Linked DNA regions of Mus musculus: region 1 is linked to region 2. The links are chromatin contacts, called in public promoter capture Hi-C maps. All regions are on one chromosome and are shown on one strand. The core of a region is the stretch at or near the end of the contact, and the rest is flanking DNA. Distances in the headings are between cores, read along the strand shown. Region 1 holds the start of Camta2 (calmodulin binding transcription activator 2). Region 2 holds the start of Atp1b2 (ATPase, Na+/K+ transporting, beta 2 polypeptide).

Evidence for each region. Capture Hi-C pulls out chosen DNA fragments and counts their contacts.
Region 1: a contact with region 2 is called in a promoter capture Hi-C map of liver, with 2.3 times the contacts expected there. The contact joins the promoter of Camta2 here to the promoter of Atp1b2 in region 2. A contact is called at or near these places in 1 of 39 promoter capture datasets (hippocampal neurons) and 1 of 9 other capture datasets (liver).

What each region holds. Positions count from the first base shown.
Region 1 is chr11:70,686,521-70,690,480 of GRCm38.p6, reverse strand. It overlaps Camta2 (calmodulin binding transcription activator 2), which reads left to right and starts at 2,376. Exons shown (of 23, transcript NM_001190376.1): 1 at 2,376-2,595. It overlaps Inca1 (inhibitor of CDK, cyclin A1 interacting protein 1), which reads left to right. Exons shown (of 7, transcript NM_001252484.1): 3 at 1-42; 4 at 259-298; 5 at 542-735; 6 at 1,337-1,496; 7 at 1,732-2,120. The coding sequence ends at 1,875.
Region 2 is chr11:69,604,116-69,608,243 of GRCm38.p6, reverse strand. Atp1b2 (ATPase, Na+/K+ transporting, beta 2 polypeptide) reads left to right here and starts at 2,284. Exons shown (of 7, transcript NM_013415.6): 1 at 2,284-2,983. The coding sequence starts at 2,872.

The DNA.
Region 1 (3,960 bases), core at 1,127-3,626, 1.1 Mb before region 2:
GTATGGAGATGCCTTCTGGGAGAATCTTAGCCAAAGGTCTAGGTGAGTAGGAAAAACCAGGAACTGGAGGTGGAAAGTCGAGGCTATGCAGTTTTTAACGATCATAAATCCTTACAGCAGCGAGCCCTCATTTGGAAGTCATTTCACACTACTTGGTGCAAATTGTAGCTCCAACAGGTCGTTAGGAGAGTTTATAAGAGAAATGATATTTATCAGAGTGTCCTTTCTGACTCCAGCTCCTGTTTTTGTTCTTCTCAGCTCCAATTGGATGGTAGAACAGTACATTCCACCAATTCTGGTAGGACAAACTGCTTCTCAGCCTTCTGTTAAAATTATACCCACTGCCTTCCTATCCTTATTACCATTTCTCTCTGGTATTTCCCAACCAGTATACTAACCAGGCCCTGTTTTTATTGTAAATCAAGTATCCTGTTTTCTAGATCATACCTAAGCTTCCAAAAAACCCCAGATTCTCCAGCCCAAGTTTCCCTGAAACTGACATCTATCTATATTTAGCAACTATTCTTCCTTCTTGACACAGAGGGCCACTGATTGCTCCCGGCCTAGCCTGCACCCTCTTGAGGGGCTCCCTCCTCCTGAGAAGCTTTGGAGAAGAAAGAGAAAGAAGCTGCATTTGGAAAGAATGCAGAAGGGACCTGGAAGCATTCCAGCCCGAGTTAGAGCAGTTACTTATCATCTGGAGGACCTGAGAAGGCGCCAGGGAATCATCAATGAGTAAGGAGGCGTGGCATGGGCCTCTGCAAGCCAAGCAGGGATTAGAGAGAGGCAGCATAGTTAAGAGCTTTAAGAGAATTCATTGGCACTTACAAAGGAACCATGTCCTTGGTGTAACTGAAATATAATTTCTTTATTTTTTTGCATTTAATTATGTATATACTTATATAGTGCATGCCACAACATGTGTGTGGAGGTCAGAGGACAATTTATGGGAACTGGCTCTCTCCTTCCATCATTTGGGTCCTGACTTAGGTCATCAGGCTTGGTGGCCAATACCTTTACCTGCTAAGTCACCTTGCTGACTCTCAAACATGATTTCTATAGTATGGAAAGAAGCAATTGAGGGATGGAAGTCATATAAGCTGGAAGGCGTGACATGGCCCATGATTACAAGAAAGCACATCGTTAATTGGGGGTCACTGTTTGGCCCCTGGATCAAAAATTCTTGTCTGTGAAGAACAAAAAGTTGGGGTGAATTGAAGGTCAGTGGTAGCACCTGTGATTCTCAGCAAGAAGTGCTTCAGGCCAGGGGTGAGGGATGAAGAGACTGGAAGACTGACCTCCAGGCACTAGTCTCCTCCATCTAATGTCTCCACAGACTGAAGAGGGCCCAGTGGGGCAGCTCTGATGCTACACCTGAACTTCCAGCACTTGAAGAGGGCTTTGAACTCCTAAGCACTACAAAATACTTTGACGTGGAAGAAGAGAGGGCAACCTATCCACAGAAAGAGACTTATTCTGTCACTCCCAGAGATCAGGTAAAACTGGAGAGGAACACAGTAAGGTTAGGGAGGAAGTCAATTCATAATCAAATGGGGATGTGGCAGAAGCCAAGAGCCAGGTAGGATAGCTGGTTTAAGGACGAAAAGTGGTCAAGAAACTGAGCTTTTGAGGGTATGTGCCTGAATTTGGCAATTAAGAAATCTGGAGAGAGTCCTGTTTTTCCATTCTTGCTTTTCTTATCCCCTTGCTCTCAATTGCTCTCACCTACAGCTGCTTTGGACTCCCTGGACTCCTGTAGGCCAGCAGGGGACTTATGCCTCTGGGCAGCTAAGCTCTTTGACCTACAGCACTGCTACAGCCAGAAAGAACCCCGTTTACGATCCCCAGGCGATGGAGTTGGAGTCTGAGGAGTAGTGGGAAATCATCCAGGCCCAAGCTACGGGACCCAAGATCAATTCAAACATCAGGACTCCCTAGTGCTGGCTTCAGAGCGGATGTTTTCTATCTCTGTTGTCTCCATCCCATAGCGTAGGCATTCACAGCCCACTTGAGTTCCTATCTAACTGCCCAGTACACTCGCAGCCGGGTTTTTCTCTAGGCCAGAACCTGGTCTTGTGTTCTCTCTGTTCTGTTATTAAAGAGCACCAAATAGTCTTGTTTCTGTGCGAGGTAGTGATGGAAGGGGAATGAAAAGGCGGACTCCGTTGATTTTTTTGAGGATTCAGGACAATGAAGTTAGGCTAGGTCCCTAAATTTGCCGAGTCTCGCCCGAGGCCAGAAGAATTCTGCATTCTCAAGCACTCTCCTTTGCCTCCAGGGCTCTGGCCCTGGACCTCTGCCCACGCCCCATCCTCCTGCGCCCACAAGTCACGTCAATCGGCCGAGCTTCCGCCTCCGGATCCCGGTTCTCCTCAGCGCTATTGCCTCTTTAGGGACGGTCCAGCAGCGCGTCTCGTAGACTGGCCCAGAGTCCCAAGTGTGCTGACCCCAGGTTCCCTTCCCGACCCCCGTTCCCTTAATTGGGAGGCCCCGCCCCGTGCGCACTGACGTCGAACGCCGCTGTCAGCCGGCGCTAGGGGGGGTCGGTTTGGGGTAGAATGGCCGCTGCCGCCGTCACCCGCGGGACCCCGGGAGGTAAGAGCCAGGGCCTCTAGCCCGCCTCTCCGCCCCCGCGCCAGGGGGCGCAGCTCCACGCGGCCCGGGTGTGGAGCGCGGCGCTGGGGACCACCGTCCCTCCACCCCGTTTGCCCCCACCTCACCGCTTCCGTCCTCTTTCCCCGCGCCAGGGGGCGCCGCTAGGCGCAGGGCCCCTTCACGGATCAGAGAGTGCGGGGAGAGTCCCCAGACCCCCTCCCCGGTCTCCCGCACTGCCCCTTGCTGCCAGGTGTTCATGAACTCTGCTCAGCTGCTTCTCCAGAACATCCGGGTTTGCGGGCGGGACCCCCTCCCACCTCCGGGGTTCTCCCAGGACCCCTGCCCCCTTTGGGGAGAGCATCCCACCCCCGGCGACAGTCTTAGACCACCGCTCTCAGGCCCGCAGTCTCATCCGGCTCCAGCTCTGCACCCTGGCAAACTGCCTAGCCAGAGCTGCGCACCTGCACCCTGGGGTGGACTTTTTATCCCAACCCTAGCCTCTCTGCACACCTCCGATCCGATCCTGAATGGGCTTCCACCCCCTCTCCATCCCCGGACACCTGGCAGAACCCGCGCAGAGAGCCTCCTCCAGCTCCCATCTGTTCCTCAAGAGGGCGGAGGCTCAGGCTGGAGCCAGAGCAGTAGAGGGGATATGGTAGGCTGGGAGCCAGAGAAGAAGCAGAGGTTGGGGAAATAGGAGTGTTAGGGTGAAGTAGAATTCTAGCTGCAAAGAGGAAGCCGGCATGTCCCACCCGGAAGCTTACTCCAACATGTCTATTCCAAATTCTCCCAGCCCCTGACCAACCTGAGAGAGAGCACATGAGGTCAGTTATCAGCTCTACCCTTCCTCTTAGAAAAAGTCAGAGAGAGAAGGAAATTGGGGTGTGTCTTCAAAGGCCCAGCTTGTTACCGGACTTGGACTTAGATCTGCTTTCCTTCAGCATCCAGGTTTTCTTGCCAAGCCATCCTCCTCCTAGGACCAGAGCCCCAGCTCTCACAACTTGCCTACCCTTCCCTCTAGCCTTGCTCTCCCTTCCTAAACGTACCCTGAGTTCTTTTTTCTGTTTGATTTTTCCGTGGAGAAATAGATCTACTAACTGACCTCACCTACTCTCTCTCAGGTCGGTCAGGGCCTGTGAGAATCTAGGTTAGACATGCAGGATCCAGCTTCCTGCCCTAGGGAATGCTCCAGCACTGTGAGCATCCCCCACTCATCCCTTTCTTCTGAGCACCCTGTTCTGTCTTGTCTCCCCACTCATGTTGGTTCCTGGTACTATGTTCTTTCATCTCTGTTCTCTGGTTCTGCTGTCACATTCTAGTTCCACATTTTCTTCATCTTTCCCAGATGTCAGCACTGAGTTCTAA
Region 2 (4,128 bases), core at 1,035-3,534:
GGGAAGGGGAAGTTTACAATGTAATTGCATAGGCAGAGCATACAAATAAGTTCACGTTCCATGTGCTCAAGAGGGAAACTCAGGTGCCAGCCATGATCCTTTTCTTTGCCTTATCCTGTTGTTTACTCGCCCTACTTCTGGACTAGGTCTTTAATTCATTCTCGTATCTCCATCTTCCACCTTGATGTCCTTGTTCAAGTCAGTCGCCTCTCTTACCTAGAATACTTACATGCTGTAGTGTCTCCTAACTGCCCTTGCTTCTTGTGGCCTTCACACACACACACACACACACACACACACACACACACACACAAGGGTAATATATCTTTATTTTATTCTTTGAGAATTTTTTGCACATATACAATGTATTTTAATAATATCTACTCACATTCTTCTCCAACTCCCTTGGGATGACACCCACCCAAACACACACACACACACACACACACACACACAGAAGCTTTATTTTTGTGACATGATTTCTCTATTAGCCCAGGCTGGCTTCAAACATTATCCTCACACCTTCAGTTTGGGCTACTAGCATGGATTAACATATCTGGCTCTTCTTTCTGCTGCCTCCTCCTCCTCCTCCTCCTCCTCCTCCTCCTCTTCCTCCTCCTCCTCTTCCTCCTTCTTCTTCTGAGTTAGGGTCTTGTTATGCTGTCCTGAATGACCTTGAACTCCTGACCTCAATCAATCCTTTTACCCCAGGATCCCAGGTAGCTGAGTCCAGATATGGCCAGCATGCCTGGAAGATCCATTAAACTTAATTATGTCATTTCACAATGCTAGAATTACTTCCGTGATACTTGGAGTAAAATTGGAATTACAGTCAGACATAGTCATGAACACCTATAATTTCAGCAGAGGAAGGCAACCCTGGAGCTGGATATGGTGGTACACACCTGCAATCCCAGTATTCAGGAGTGGAAACCACCTTGGCTGCTTCAGACCAGTGTCCCAGACCAGCCTCAGATAAACAGGATCCTGTCTCAAGAAAAGAAAAATAAAAACCAACCAACCAACCAACCAAACAAACAAACAAAACACATTACTAGCATCACCGAGAGTAATAAAATATCATAGTGGCATATTTTTATAAACCCAGAATGTGGGGGGCAGAGGCAGGAGCATCTCTTCAAGGCTAGCCTTGTGTACAGGATCCACATGGTAGAAGAAAAAAACCAATTCCTCTAAGTATGGACTGTGGTGTTCCTGCCACAGAAAGAAATAAAGATAATGGCCTTCTTCCTCTTCCTCTTCCTCTTCCTCTTCCTCTTCCTCTTCCTCTTCCTCTCCTTCTCCTTCTCCTTCTCCTTCTCCTTCTCCTTCGATTTATTTATTATTATATGTAAGTACACTGTAGCTGTCTTCAGACACACAAGGTCAGATCTCATTATGGATGGTTGTGAGCCACCATGTGGTTGTTGGGATTTGAACTCAGGACCTTCAGAAGAGCAGTCAGTGCTCTTAACTGCTGAGCCATCTCTCCAGCCTGCCCCTCTTCTTCTTAAGCTATTGGGCTGCAACATCACTCCAAGGGAACCCAGGTTCCAGAGCTGGGGCATCAGGTGTAGGTGCTCCAGCAAGCGTGGGCTGGAGATCAGACCTGGTGGGGAGGGGCGGCTGGAAGGCAGGACCCATGCAGACCTGGCTGTAGATCAGGGACACAGGGAAATTTTGGGGCTCAAACAAGTTTGGAAAGATGGCAGGGACCCTGGTCATGGAGAACAGGTAGGTTGGACAAAGGAGCCAGTGGAACCGAGAAGAAGGGCGTCCTGTGGTGGCTTCTATCCCTCTCTATGTTCTAGTTTCTAGGCTCTTTCTTGGTGTCTGGCGCTTGCTTTTCTTTATTCCTCTCACATTCAGCCCTCTGTTCCGGAGGCTTTCGAAGTAACTCTATCTTAGTCTCTTTTTAAATTCCCTGCCCCGGGCCCCCCACTTTTGAGTACGTATCAGCTCGTCTTTCAGTTTGAGCCTCTCAGGAGGTGTTCTCTTCTTTAGGTCTACCCAGACTCTCACCCTCTTGTCTTCTTTTCCAATCTTGTTTCAGTACTGTACCTGGGGTCTGGGGTAGGAAGAACCCGCTAGGACCAAAAAAAAAAAAAAAAAAAAAAAAAAAAAAGGCGCCAGGGGGCGGGTCCAATCCATCTTCATTTGCATATGTATGAGGTCTCCTGAGCGAGCAACGAAGAGGCGGGGTTCCTGAGGGGTGGGTGGGAAGGGGGCGGACACCCTCAGAGTCACAGACTATAAAGACTGTGCGCAGGGTTCGCGCTCCCCGCACTGCTGAGGAGCGGAGCCTCCGATTGGGGGGCCCCTATCCTTGTCTTTCCCCCACAACTGCTTGTCCCCGCCCCAGCTCCCACTGGCTGGGCCAACTGTGGTGTGGCTGTCGCCGTTTGTCGGAGGAGCCTTAATCGGCCACCTGCCGCGTTCTACAGCCTCTTTGCATCTCGGATTTCGGGGCGGCTCCCTCCCCCATCTTTCCCTGCTTCTTTGCACCCCGCTTTTTCTGCGTTTCGCTCGAATTTTGGAGCCGTCTGGTTTTGCACCCCTTTTTGTTTTGCTTCTAGGCGGTGTGTGGGGTGAAGGTGCCTCGGCATCCCTTTCCCTGGTTATCTTTCCCTGTTTTGACAGCCCCCCTTTCTATCGCAGTCGGGGGGCCTAGCCTCGGTGCACCTTCGCCGCACTGCCAGCAGACCACAGTGCGTGGCTGTGCACCCCGGAATTTGCAGCAGCTGTATATCTGACTGGAGTCTCCCTGCCTCGCTCCCGCGCGCATTTGGTGCGTGGAGGGCTTCAGCGCGCGACGCCCCGGCTTCTCCGCAGCCCCCAGCAGCGCGCCGGGACTCGCCCCGTGCCTCCAAGATGGTCATCCAGAAAGAGAAGAAGAGCTGCGGGCAGGTGGTTGAGGAGTGGAAGGAGTTCGTGTGGAACCCGCGGACGCACCAGTTCATGGGGCGCACCGGGACCAGCTGGGGTACGCGGGGCTGGCGCGGGAAAGGTGGTAGCTGACCGCTCGGCGATGCCTTTGGGGCGCAGGGTCCCGCGGGCGTCGCCCCAGCTCCCCTGCCGGGTCCCTGGCGTCCAGCCCCCACTGTCGGGCTTTGGATCGGGAGGGGCCCCGAATCAGCGGTCTAATCTCTCTGACTGGCCGCTGCGGAGGCGGAGAAAGTAGGTCACTGCCGCCTGCCCGCCCCCCGCGGAGCCCCCTCGGGCGGGGGGTCGCGGGCTCTGCGCGCGTGTCCGTGCCACGGCGCTCCCGCTCCGGCTCAGGCCCTGCGGCTGCACACGGTCATCATCCCTCTCCCCGAAGAGTGCCCTAACTCTCCCTCTGGCTCTCACTAGCTAGCCAACCTCGTTTATTTTTAGCTCTCACCCACCCCCTTGGACCCTGGGAACATTCATGAGGAGGCGGATCTGGCAGGGGGGTCTTGGGAGGGGGGGTTCTTAACAGCGGAAGTTGTTTGTCTGTATTCCACCATTGGGCGTTTGGAGTCCTCTGTGGCTGCTTTGTGGGTGGGGGGCTGCCAGGAGGGATGGTATTTTTCCAGGCTTGAGGTTTTCAGATGTCAGAGGTGGAGGGAGTAATGGTCACTGTGCTGATATGGGTACATCCTCAGGCAGGGTGTTTACATGGGACTCAGATGCCTTGGAAGAACTCTCTACCCTTACCTCATGGGTGTGCAAGGACTTAGGTAGTCAGGGGCTGCTGATGGGTACCCGGTGAGGTAAGGGTGACTGACAGTCTTGCAAGACAGTGCCAAGCTGGAGAATTGAAGCACAAGGGATTCTGTGTGACATAATTTACGACATATCCACATCGATTGGACACAGTCTTCATCAGACCACCCACCTGAGGCTTAGGGGACCATGAAAGGAGATCAATGCAGCCCTTGTCCTCAAGGAACCCAAGACCCTGTGGGATGTGAAGGATCAACGATGGATGCTTGGGCTACTCAGAAGCCTCCACAGAGGAACTGTCTTCTTAGGTAGAAAGACTGAGAGTTCAGGGAGATTGGAACAGCATGTCCTCCTCACTGGAGGCTTAGGATAGGAGTCCTGAGAGATGATGTCCAGGGAAGGCTTCTAGGAGATTCTGTCTTCTCCTTGACTCTGGCCAAG